3 separate regions of the Mus musculus genome follow, and all the other regions are linked to region 2. A link is a contact called in public Hi-C and HiChIP or PLAC-seq data. All regions are on one chromosome and are shown on one strand. Each heading gives the region's core, a stretch centred on a gene start, on an enhancer-like site or on the middle of the called end of the contact. The rest is flanking DNA. Distances are from core to core; before and after follow the strand shown. Region 1 overlaps Gm42185 (a long non-coding RNA gene). Region 2 holds the start of Mir124-2hg (Mir124-2 host gene (non-protein coding)). Region 3 has its middle 15 kb from the start of Gm42184.

Region 1 (4,212 bases), core at 1,158-3,657, 790 kb before region 2:
ATCCAAAAAAAAAAATAGAAAGAAAACTAAAGTGAACTGACTTAAATACAATAGTCAATGCACATATTTATTCAACTATTTTTATAGTTCAATTTAATAAAAGCCATTACTATTAGAAGAAGATTAAGACGCAGATGCCAAAACACAGTATATATGATCTACTTCTTCAATTGCTTTCATAAGTCAGACTTAGTAACTCAAAATCAGACTGCTCCCTAGCAGTGAAAACCAATACGTAAGAGCTGGATCCAAAAATCTGCTATTGTTACCCTTTGCCAAGGAATCTTTATTGAATTATAGCTATTATTAGACACAGGGTACTCTTTTCCCTCCAGTGCCATCACTATAAACAACTAACAATTTTAATGTTGAGAAGAATAACTCCAGATATCCTCAAGAATGATAATGTGAGGTTGGTGGATTATAAAGGGAGTTTTCTTAACAATACAACAAGACATATACTTAAAGAAACTGTGTTGCTTTGGGTATTTCAGATTACTGAGGGCTTAATTTCCTTCAAAACCCAACAAAGGTTTTATATCAATTGTGTTAGTTTTAAAGCAAAGACTATGAAAAGACTAGGTTTGTGTTAAATAATAAATAAAAATTCAAGTAAAAATACCCTAAGTACATCAAAACAAATTTGTGAATGGAGTCTAAAGTATAGACAGATGCATTAAAGCACTGTGGTCGTGTTACCCCTTGTACCAAGCCATTGCCAGATGCTATTTTCATGCATCACTTTGAAGATACTTAATGCAAAATATGTTGGAAAGCTGTTATTTGGCTTTTTCAAAAGTTCCCAGGAAATAACCTTCAGTCCAATTATGTTTTTCCTCAAGATAAAAATGTTAGGCCTTTATGATTTATAATGGTTTTCTTCTGAGTGAATACCAAGTACATAAAAATCCTTTTCATTTTTGGAAATCAGTAAGTACTTGATGGTAAATATATGTAGAATGGATAACTATGAGTCAGAAGAAACAAGACATAGGGCAAGAAAGAAAATTCTTAGCTTTATGCCAAGGTTCTATTATGGAGGATTTAAATATAATGCATTGAAAGAAAATTATGTATCTTGACACATTCTGGTTTAAAAATTTTATCCATTAAGACCAGCATGTATGTGCTAGTGAGTAAAGGCAATGAACAGGTAACAGCCACGGACCTGTCATAAAGCAACTTAGTCAACCCCACACCCTCTGTCCTCATAAAACCATCATCCCAGTGTGCTCTGTGTCATGACGGATGGTGATTTATGACAAGTCAAGTGAAAGAATTTGAAAAGAACATTTTGATTCTAAAGTGTAAATATAGTTTGTAGAGGAACTGTGTTTACATCATAGTATGCTAGAGTCTGCTAATCTGTGAATCAATATGTATGTAATACTAGAGTCAGCTATACTCCATAACAAAGGCCACATTTGAGATTTCCCTTGATCTATGGCCCAATAAATGGATGTTTATTCTCAGATGACCTAATTCCTGTTTTATTCATTTAATGCCTTCAGGCCCAAGAGTTAAAGACAAGGTCCAGCAAAATGTCAGTTATTTCTTGAGTTAGATGGCAAGAGATAAACAGAGGACCAATAACGCAGCACACCCAGATGTCCTTGGTAAGAGATGTCAGGTCAAATCAGATTGAAAATATAACCTGACAGAAATGACAGAGAAAAAAGATTATGGGGATCTCCTTCAAGCTTCATGAGCATTTTTAGTTTTCAGGCATGTTTAATGATAAGTGTTCCATGTTGCTGTGAATGTTGAGCATGTAAATAAAAGAGTAGACTTAGAGCCTCAAATACAGCCTATAATAAAAAGTACTTTATTATTTTGAGGAATAGTTTAAATCCTGGCTGAACCATATTTTCAGAGTAATGAAAAGGAAAAAGTCTAAAACATTTTTAACTAAATACTGTACACTAGAGTTGGTCAGACACACTAGTTCATGCACCATTTCTTCCATTTATTAAGTTATATCAAGCTCTTATTATGGCATGAGATAATTCTAACAATGTTTTGCGTTTCTGAGTGGTGCATAATATGCAAATATCTTATAATCATTCACAACACAGTTCCTATCATTTACATTGTAAAAATTCATTCTGTGTCTATCATATCCTAGGAGCAGGATTATAAAAATAAGAAAAGATATTTCAATACCTCAATACCCCATGGCTTCTGAACTCAGATATCCTCTAAACTTAGAAGGCATTACAATGTTAGGAACTGGTATTCAATAGATAAAGAATAATGGACATGAAACTGATACAAGGCATCGACATCATAAAAATATGGCAACCTAGGGTTTCACAACAGATATCCAGAAGAGCATAGTGTTCAAAGAGAGAGTCTATTTTTCAGGTGTTTGCTTCTCCAGGCTGCTGCTCCAAATGAGATCACTATCCAAAGTAAAGAGAGCAGTTGGGAATGTCTTCCCCTCTCTATTGCCTGAAGGTCAGCAGCCATCTGTTCGAACCATGCTGGCTTTCCAACTGAGTGTGAAAACAGATTTTCACATCCAAGAACAAAGGGCATGGCTGAGTCATGGAAAATGTAGATGATACAGTTGCCTTCATCCACTGAGAATATGCGTCTCAATTTTCTATAAATGGACTCTTCATCAAAGTGTCCTGTAATGGAAAGAATGAAATATATTGATCATTAGGAAAGGAGAAAAGATGATCAGGGATTGAGTTTTCTTTCGGAATGATAAGGAAATTGCAAAAATGAGAAGGTTATTCTTGAATAATAAACCCCAGTACTACATTATAAATATACAGGATAAATCCACTACACAAGAATCTCCCAACTCTTGGAAAATAATAAAACACAAGTTATATACTTTAGCATTGCACACTTTGAATGATTTTTTTTTACATTTTAATTGAAATAATTTTTCATTATGAACACATTACTGACCAAAAGATTAAAATCATTAATGATGACTGTTCTTTCAAATTTTGGCAGGCAAAATGCTGACCTAGCAGCAGTGTATTGTTTCTGGTTTCCCTGGCAATTAACAAATATTGCTTGATGATAAACTCTCCAATTGTATGTACCACAACAGATATTATTTACATTATAAACTATACAGTTTTAATACAATACAAAATGCTGAATTTAAGTAAGGTATCTCTACTAGATATTTCAAACACATCACACAGTTTCTTATACTTGGTGAAATATTTAAAATAAAAACTCAAGTACCAGGTGCCTTATTATTTTTAATTTATTTGAAAGACATTAAATAGTCTACAATTAATTATGTACCTGTATTAAGACCTTCAGTTTATAGGATCAAAACTTCATAATAGCCCTAAGTAATTCCATTTTGCAGTATGATGAACATTGGTAATGTTCAAAAATTAGAAAACATATTCTCTTTGATCTTTGTACCATAGTGAAAATCAGAATTCAGATCCTAGGAATAGATTTTTCTTCCAATAGCTGATTTCTCCTAGAGGAATACATGATTAAGTAGCATATGTTAATTGTAATAAAGTAACAAAGGAACTAGAAATTTATTTTTTGTTTACTGAATTCTAGCATCTAGCATCTCAAAGATGTTTGCCCTGGGATTAAAGCACTGAAGGAAAAAGTTGCTAACCCTAGGACTGAACAGTCTTACTAATTATTTTAGCAATTCCAGCACTGAAATGGAGATTGGGACTCAGGCAGGCACACATTTCAGAGTGAGCATTTTGTATAGCTGATTTTAATTCATAGTTCAGCATATAGATTGGGCATCTGAATGTATGTTTAAGAAGTAAAAAGATTTACCGGATGCATGGAAGTTTTCTAACTGATGATGCAGAAAGAAAAATGATTTCTCTCATATCACGTCATGTTTCTGAGAGTCATTGTTGAAAATCAATCCTTATATGACTTCATTCATTTCAAAGTTATGTATGAGTAGAACATTGCTACCAAATGCAGAGATGAACAGTAGAGTTTTGCTTGTGTTCCCATTATTGTTTAGTGGAGCCTATAGTTGGTTTACCAATAAGACCTCATTGCTAGACATTTGGAGCCTCAATAAGAAGTATCAAATATCTTTTCTTTTTCTTTATAAAATAAGCTTCTGCATGTTTCTGAACATAGTAGTAAGAATAATTAAAATGTAATCATCAATTGACTGAGGCAGTTTGTCTCTCAAGCTGCAGTAAGTTTTGCTAGGTGATTGTACCAGGGTCTCTTCACTCAGCAAGA
Region 2 (4,091 bases), core at 624-3,123:
GGATCTTTAGCAATCACACATCCCAGGTCAATAAACTGAAAACGGATAGAATGAACATGATCAGTGAAAAGATACAGGGAAGGAAAATGATGTACCTAGTGCCTCCCCAAGTCAAAGTCCTCTGCCCCGATAAAAAACACCGACCTTTAGACCTGCTTTCTGTCTGGACTCCAGGCACAGAAATGATATTTTGTCAAGTAATTCCAGCCCCCACTCAGCACTTTACAAACATGTTTTACAAACACACAAGAACGTATCTTTTCTTTAGAATGTTTTATTTCATATTTTGTTTTACGTTTCCAAGTATCTTCGTAGGAACGCTTGTTGGATATTTCAAGCAGACAGAGGTACAGCTCAGTTATAGCCCAGTTCACTTAGCTCTGTGCTCAGGGTGAAACATGGCCTAATTCAAACGCCCAGGGTGACTTAGAGTATCAGAGTGAACATTTACAGTCAGGAAGTGGTGACATGTTTTGTTCCCATTGGGTAGTACTGAAGTTGCACCTCTCCAGTGTTCCAGTGTGGGGGGTTCTTGACTAGAGTTAGAATGAGAAATGGGGGTAGGAGCTGACAGTAGACTTAGCAGCAAATTACTGACAATTCAAAGTTTTTTGTGGTAAGGGATTCTACAATTTCCCAGAAGATGGGAGCACTAGGAAGGAGAAAAACACTCCTAAGTATCTTCCTAGCAGTGGCCTTGGGGGAGGGGGGGGTGGCAGGTGAGTGAGAGAGGAAGGTGGCCTTGCCACCCCACCACCTTCATTGAGGTAGAGCAATGGCTTGGTCTGGATTCTTTCTGAAAGAGAAACTGCAGGAATGCAGAGTTGCTTTTTGCGCCCCAACCTACTTAAAGGAGTGGGAGCCAAACCCCTGCTCCCAACAACAAGCAGCATTTTCCTTATCAGAAGCCCTCTGGGACTCAGCAAGCTTGATAGGCTCTGGCTCTGATGTCCCATAAGGCCCACTCTGTGGCTGGAAGAAACATGATCAAAACCCATGGAACTCAGACTTCACTGACCACAGAGTCCTGCCTGGAAAAGTTGAAAACATTCTCCCGAGCAAGGCCTATTTGTAGAACTCCTCAACCTAGTGTCTGTATAGCAAATTCTGATCCTATTTCATATTAAGAACATACTTACGTTTTTATTTAGTCCAGCAGATTTTCCCAAATGACTTAATTTCTTCCTGAGGCAATTTTAAAAATTCAGAATATTATTGTTTTTTAAAAGGAAAGAAATAGAAAGGCTCTCATTTAGAGCACTGAGGGATGTTATCAGTGTGACCTTGACGTGTAAATGGAGAAGGCATGCTAGGTTTGAGTCCGAACTCTTGTCTTCTTGCGTATCTGAGATGTTCTCGGTCTGGCTAAGAACAGGGACATGAGGAGAGATTTGTTTTTAAAGGTTACCATTAGCGGTTCACTAGCTGAGGTTAGGAATTTTGTATTTTTATATTTCGTGAAATTCATGATTTAATTATACTCCTCAAACAAATTAAGGGCAGGCCTTCTACACAAATTGGAGGCAGCTAAATGCTCTTTTGTGCCTGCAGCTCTCGGATTGTTAAAGAGGCTGCTGATGCATGAGAAGAAGTGCCTGATTTAACTCATTGGGATGCAGGAAGCGACCTGCCCTCTTTTGAAAAAAAAGTGAGAGAGAGAGAGAGAGAGAGAGAGAGAGAGAGAGAGAGAGAACACTAGCTTTAGAAGAGCAAGAGGGTGAGTGACAGAGAGAGGAGAGGAGAGGAGAGGAGAGGAGAGGAGAGGAGAGGAGAGGAGAGGAGAGGAGAGGAGAGGAGAGGAGAGGAGAGGAGAGGAGAGGAGAGGAGAAATACAGGGGCAGGGGGTGTGTGCCAAACTCCTTCTTTGCTGAGTAGAAAGCTTCTGAATTTCAAGCAGAAAGTGGAAGGAGCTCCACAGAGCAATATCTTGGGCTGCGTGTGCAGAGCGTAGACAATGAAAATCTCCGCCCCCTCCCCCATGCTCTCAAGTCTTCAAGATTTTTTTCTTTCCTTCACAACGATGGAAGCTATGTAAAAATCAAATACACAGAGATGTATATACTTTTTTTTTTTTAAAGCACAGACTAACAAACCGAAGGACCTGACCATGGATTATTCAAGGACTCACCTGCTGTAAGTACTGTCTGTCTTTTCCTGGGTTTTTAAGCTCTGCTTCGCGCGGTGAACTGAGTGTTCCTATTGTGAGCAGAGTTGCTGCCTGTGTCTGTATGTTTTTATTTGTAGGGGCTTCCTGCATTGTTTTTGTTTTGTTTTGTTTTTCTGTACCTAAGCTGCAGCATTTTACCTAGGCTAGTAATAGAGTCCTGTTATTATGCTGTGGATTGTAGCAGTGGGCTGGGGGCAGGGGAGGCGCACAGATCAGGGTTTCCCGCGCTTTGAGCATCCTTAAGAGTTGCTGCCAGCTTAACATCCTCGCTGAAAGATTGGTTCCTGTCGCTCAAAGGGTAGGACTACGGAGCTACCGGACGAGCTCTGGGGACAGGATGGAGTCAAAAGGAGAGATCTTAGACTGGGAGATGATGGGCCTCCATCCCCACAACAACACACCTAGTTTAGAGCCCTCTGCTGCCCACCGCTAACACCCGTTGTCTTGGGAGGATTAACACGGCCCTGAGCGCTGCTTCTGGAACCGAGCCTTTCCTGCGTTTTTGTTTTGTTTTGTTTTGTTTTTAACTTAAACCTTAAAGCTGGGATCTTCTAGACATCAGGGCTAAGTGAGGATGCCTCTGTGTGTGTGTGTGTGTGTGTGTGTGTGTGTGTGTGTGTGTGTGTGTGTGTGTGTGTGTGACCAAACAATATAAATTGCCATTCGCGGAAGATATTTTCTAGCCTCTTGAAAATATGCAAGAATTCTGCGGCCCATGCTTCCTTTGTGTAGCAGGCAGCGCCAAGCGCTTTGTGCTTCGCAAGTAGAAAATGGCGAGTCCTATTGTGTTTAGGCCATTTTCTTCCGGTACAAGGATTTCCCAAGTTTTCAATACTTTGAGGGGCAGGAGCAAGAATCAGCCCTCTTATACCCAGAAAAGCAAAAGCGGAAGCGGCTATGGCTGGGCCCCTTGGCCCGGTGGGTATGGACCTTGCTTTGAAACCAAGGGTCTGTTTCCCTGCTGTCCAGATATTTGAATAGAAACAATTTGTACTGGTCGGTGCCCTTTAAAGATTTGTAGTTCTAGAGGGCATTAGATCATAAGTGTGTGGTTATACACATACATGAAAATAATACCTCTCCTCTGATAACCTGCAGAAAATGAAAACAAAACAAAACAAAACAAAAAACCACCAATCATTTGGGGGTGGGGTAGTGTATTGTGTTTTTTCCTTTCTCCAGTCATCCCTGGGAGAATCACAGGACAAGATTATTTTTACTCTACTGTGTCAGTCTTTAGATTTTTTTAAACCTAAGATGAAATGCTATTGGTATTGGGGCAAAGAACTACTGAGTAAGAAGCCTTAGTCACTTCATCATCATGCTGTCCTCACTGCCATAGAAAGTGCTGGGGTTAGTAGGGGGATTCTTCAGAATTGGCTCATTGTAGATGTGAGATAGCTATCTACACTGCCCACAGCTGTATGAAGATACAATAGAGACAGGACGATCTCCCAGAGGAGTATTGTTCCGTTCTTTCTCTCTTTTTCCTTGGAGTATCAATTTTATAAATTTTCTTGGTCTAGCTAAGCCATATTCAAAAGTAAACAAAGATGACTCTACAAGACTAAAGAGCTCTGTGTTACTTTTCTTAGCCAGAGGGGAGAGGGTGAGACAAAGTGGGCAGATGAAAATTTTATATCCTATTTATTAAAGATCTTTGTATAGGTGCATTGAGCGATCGTTTGTCAGTTCAGAAATAATGAAATGTAGCCCTCTCCCCATTTGATTCTGGTACTTCATTTGGTGAGAAATACAGAAAAAAAATGAAAACAGCTGAATGAAGAAGAAATGGGGCTCACATACTATTCTCCTCCTTTTATATAATCTTAAAAAGTTAAGAAGTCAAATTAATGAAGAAACACATTGACTTAAAATTTTCCAAAGCACTGGAGCTTGTTCCTTCATATGGATCAAAACCATG
Region 3 (4,631 bases), core at 222-2,721, 940 kb before region 2:
CATGTTACTGAACTAATGTGGTTAAAGACATAGTTGAACTATCCTTAACAGGATTTCTGTTTCTATCATGAAGTGCAAAGGAACAATTATGTAAAATTAATATATTTCTAATAATTTGAGTATGCCTTTCAGCATCAGTATTGTAAACCCACGTCCTTTTTATTGTCCAAGACAATTTCACCCAAAACACTTTGGCATAATTCCTTTGTAGTTGTAGCTTGGTTTTCATGCTTATTTCTTTTCTACTACTAAATCTTTAAATCTACTAGCTTGGGAATGAATGAGGATGAAAGAATTTAGCCTTAAAATAGTTTCAAAAAAATCATGTCTGTTAAAATATTTTCTAATATTTATTTTTATTAAAACAGCAGTAAAAAGATACTATATAAAGTATGTATTATAGTCATGCATTTGACAACTTAACTCCTTTTTCCTAGGTCATTGCTTTGCTGTATAAGCTTGAAATAACTTTTTGGGACCAAATCATAGTAGACACAGAGCTATGACCCTAAAGATAAATATTGTTTTATTTTCCTTAGTTCAGGAGGGATAAATTAAGCTTTGAATGCAAAGAATTATGTTGTGACTGTGTAAAGTTATATAAAAGAACAATTCTGGCCATTGAAGTATAAGAAAACATATGTGTTATATTGATATTTGGTTTGATAGTTTGGCTCTTAATATTGCTGGGTACAAAAATCATTTTTCCTAAGCATTGTAATAACAATGGGCCTCTGGTATCTGTTTCGCCTCATCGCTGATTCATTCAGTATAAAAATAAATTGAGCAGTGCATTCTGTCAGACATCATTTTATGGAAAATGCAGTGTGGTTGATATTGTGCTCTATTCCTTAAACTTATCAAGCTACACAGCCACAAGGAGCTATTTACTGTGGGAACAAGCTATTCATTTGTAAGTACTCCCTTTGGATGCCAGGTAAGGGATATCCAGGACCTGACAGGTGCATAGTGTTTAAGGGCATCAGTCTTGGACAAAAAAAAAAAAAATGCATATAGAAGAGGTGAAATCAGTGTATAGTGAGCAGTGGGGAAGGAAATGACTTGTGCTCCTGCTGGTATATAAAGGTATATTATGCACAATAAGAATAGCTCAGTTCTGTGAGCTCCATGGTTTGCTTCCCTCTAGAAGTGAAGAAGGGTAATATGCAAGATTCTTTTGTCTTCCAGTGTAGCCTAGGCAATTACTTAATATTGATTTCCTAGAAGTTTTGTCTTATATATCAGCATTTTGTTAGCAAACTTCACAATGCAATCATGTTGGTACAGAGAGGAGTAGGGGGAAAGAAAAACCCTCTGTGAGCCAGTTCTTTGTGTAGGTAGCCTCTCCACATTCAGAAAGCTCTTGCAACTGTGCCTTTCCATCAGGGGAATTGCAGTCTTGGGGAATCCCTGTGCCTGATTATGGCTCTCCTCCCAGTGCTGCACTTTTGACCTCTGTATTGATTCTGTTCTCTCATCAAAAGCGCTGATGTAATTCCGTGAGCTGGGATCATGCCATGATTTGCATTTAGGATCTGCAACTGTGCGCTGACCCCAAACCATCTCATCAGAATAAAAGTGGACCAAATGGCAGATGCGTTTCCCCATAATATTAAAGTCTATTGAGCCATTTGGTGGGTTTCTTTATTGTACATAGAAAAGGCCATATACCATGCACTCTGGATTTTCATTTAGTTCCAATCAGAGACTAGAAAGGACTCTAAAATCTAATAGGGATCAAAGGGGATTTTATCGATTTTTACACCTGGGCCAATCAGTAGCAGTCCAATCTGTTAAAGCAACACAAAATAATAAAACTACATATATGTTCAGAAATTCTGTGATATTCATACTTTATTTTATTGCTTTGGGTTTTTTTTTTCAGTATTTTCTTACTAATATATAGAAACCCTGGAGCCAGAGTTGACTTTCTACATAAATACAGTAAATTGGCATGCTATTTAATTCCTAGAAGAAAACAGCAAATGTCATCAGTGAATACAATACAGTCTACAAGTTGACCATTAAATAAAGTTTTGTTCTGTATTGTTTTCATTTCTTTTCTTTCTGCTTTTTCTTCTTTCCTATTTCTTCTTCGGGAACTTGGAAAGATTGCGAGAAAGTACATTTGCAAATATAAATAGGGAAATTGAATTTCATAGAAAATCCCTGTTAATCTTCATATATCTGTAACACATTGCGTTTTCTGACACCCCCTTTATGCTGTCCACTCATACTTATTAACTTGAGTAATAGTGTTTAATGAACATTTAGAGGTGGAGTGAGAATCTAGTGATAAACACAGCAGGGGCAGTCCCATATGGAGCTGAGATGCTATTTGGAGAGTCAGACAACCAACTACAAATAACTGTGGTGGGAAAGAAGCGTGTTTATTATAGCTGTGTGTAGAAGTTACTTTGTGTGACACTGAAATTATTTGGGAGAAACACTGAAAGGTTCTGTGAAAGTGACCTTAAGGAACTGAGAAGTGGGGCAGCCATGTCTACAAACAAAGGAAAGATTTTTTTTTTTTTTTCTATATAGAAGTGGGGACATGAGACTGCGTGGACATGAAACCACAAAAGATGAAGAAGGCTGTGTAGTGCCTGTATGTCTTGTACTTGGGAGAAGCTTTTATGGTGAGATATTTTGGAGGGAAACTTAATAGAATTGCATATTATGCCCAGACTGGTGGGAGTTAGACTGAGATGGCACAGAGGACCAGAGTTTAATAAATGCTCTGGGATGATCAGAAATGGTAAGAAATGTTTCAGATTGTTACAGGTCACGATTTGAAGAATCAAACCAGTAATCCACAAACCCATATTTTTAAAGGAGTTTTCAAGTAAGTACTGTGAAGATAAATAAGAAATATAAAAGACAACAATAGAGGTTGTATAGATCCAGGAATCATGTTAATAAAGTCTTTTTTAAAGATCTTAAAAGTACTCATTTCATCAAAGAAGAACTGGATCTCATAATGAGGATATAATTTTAAAAATGTCTGCATGTACAAAAATATTAATGAATATTGATATTTTATATTGACATTGAATATTTCTATAAGTATTGCATTGAATACTTATAGATTAGTCTACTTTCACTTGGATTATCTCAATAGATACTCAAAAACAGCAGTGTGAGCAAAAGGGCGCATCCACAGTCAGGAGTGACATTTAAGTGGTGGTTGCTATCGGTTAAAAGGCAAAAATTCTTTTTTTTTCCTTTTTTTTATTGGATATTTTCTTCATTTACATTTCAAATGCTATCCCAAAAATCCCCTATACCCTCCCCAACCCCTGCTCCCCTACCCACCCAGTCCCACTCCTTGACCATGGTGTTCTGGGGCATATAAAGTTTGCAAGACCAAGGGCCTCTCTTCCCAATGATGGCTGACTAGGCCATCTTCTGCTACATATGCAGCTAGAGACAGGAGCTCTGAGGATACTGGTTATTTCATATTGTTGTTCCACCTATAGGGTTGCAGACCCCTTCAGCTCTTGGGTACTTTTTCTAGCTCCGACATTGGGGGCCCTATGTTCCATCCGATAGATGAATGTGAGCATCCACTTCTGTATTTGCCAGGCACTGGCAAAGCCTCACAGGAGACAGCTATATCAGGGTAAAAGGCAAAATTCTTAAAACCAGGCTTTCCCATTATGAAGTTTCTGTCCTTTCTTCTAACATTGTACATAACACTATATTTGAACCTCTTAAAATTCCTGCTAGTAGCTTTTCTTTAAATGCTCATGTATTCCTATAACAAATGCTTGTTGTTTTTTGGAAAGTGATACTTGGGTAAAGTTTCCAGGAATGTATGTGTTAAATACACCAGGATTCACTGCTAAAATCTTTTTACTATGGCTGCTAGAGAATTAAAAATGGTTTCAGATGAGTGATCCCATATGTTTCTCATTGGCCTACAAGAAACAAGATGTATGAGTGTTTTAAAGGTAACAAAAAGATTGTTAAATTTCTGTGGTTTTGAGAAGACTAACAAGAAGAACTATTTTAGTACATAGCCCTTTCCTTGAAGTATCCTACAAAAATATACTTGTTGAAATAAACAATTTTATAGCTCTGAAATGAAAACTGTGAAAAATTCATTAATCTCTCCTATCATATTTATTTGGTGTTTTATGCTATGTATACTCAGTTCCATGAATCATAACAGATTCTCATTTTCAAAGTTGTTCTTATTAATCCTTATTCAAAGTGATAATTAGATAATAGAATGCAGTCTTATTTTTATAAACAGAAGGTGAAGATCAATTACATATTAAATGTGTCCCTTGCTTATCTATTATCCATACTTTAGTTAAGGCTAATTCACTGAGTTTGAATTCTGAAGCCTTAGGATTAAAAATAATGTTTATCTATTCATCAAAAGTCTGATCTGAATTTGCTGTTTTCTTTTCTAGGTTTTGATTTTATCACCATAATATACAATAGGTACTTACCTTGTAAGGTGCTTTTGGGAAGGGAAGTAGATTGTAAACTTATATGAAATAAGCCCCTGTAGCTATTTTTGTCTACTTAAGATTAGTCATTAAAAAGATGAACACAGCAAACTAGGAAAGAGTATGGGCAACGTGGATCGAGAAAGGTTTTCTCATCAGTGTTTCCCAGCT

Evidence for each region. A called contact is a pair of places that touch in the nucleus more often than the background predicts. HiChIP or PLAC-seq counts read pairs in DNA pulled down with a chosen protein or histone mark.
Region 1: a contact with region 2 is called in a Hi-C map of cerebellum, with 2.1 times the contacts expected there. The contact joins the enhancer-like site here to the promoter of Mir124-2hg in region 2. A contact is called at or near these places in 7 of 39 promoter capture datasets (the 3T3-L1 cell line, the C10 cell line, cranial neural crest and 3 more), 5 of 484 Hi-C or Micro-C datasets (brain, cerebellar granule neurons and cerebellum) and 9 of 115 datasets of contacts at active chromatin or transcription factors (PVALB interneurons, astrocytes, embryonic forebrain and 6 more).
Region 3: a contact with region 2 is called in an H3K4me3 HiChIP or PLAC-seq map of neural tube, with 10 times the contacts expected there. The contact joins the enhancer-like site here to the promoter of Mir124-2hg in region 2. A contact is called at or near these places in 10 of 39 promoter capture datasets (the 3T3-L1 cell line, the HPC-7 cell line, cranial neural crest and 5 more), 1 of 484 Hi-C or Micro-C datasets (stem cell-derived motor neurons), 12 of 115 datasets of contacts at active chromatin or transcription factors (SST interneurons, VIP interneurons, differentiating embryonic stem cells and 9 more) and 1 of 9 other capture datasets (embryonic stem cells).

What each region holds. Positions count from the first base shown.
Region 1 is chr3:17,000,869-17,005,080 of GRCm38.p6, forward strand. Gm42185 (a long non-coding RNA gene) reads right to left here. Exons shown (of 2, transcript XR_880672.3): 2 at 1,803-2,633. Among named protein-coding and RNA genes, the nearest start is that of Gm42185, 66 kb to the right of the region's middle. Within about 2 kb of position 2,408, at least 4 of the 459 cell types and tissues checked have an H3K27ac peak or open chromatin away from gene starts, as enhancers often do. A contact at or near this core is called in cerebellar granule neurons and cerebellum, where this site is marked.
Region 2 is chr3:17,788,048-17,792,138 of GRCm38.p6, forward strand. Mir124-2hg (Mir124-2 host gene (non-protein coding)) reads left to right here and starts at 1,874. Exons shown (of 3, transcript NR_033490.1): 1 at 1,874-2,133.
Region 3 is chr3:16,845,905-16,850,535 of GRCm38.p6, forward strand. No RefSeq gene overlaps it. Among named protein-coding and RNA genes, the nearest start is that of Gm42184, 15 kb to the right of the region's middle. Within about 2 kb of position 1,472, at least 10 of the 459 cell types and tissues checked have an H3K27ac peak or open chromatin away from gene starts, as enhancers often do. A contact at or near this core is called in neural tube and stem cell-derived motor neurons, where this site is marked.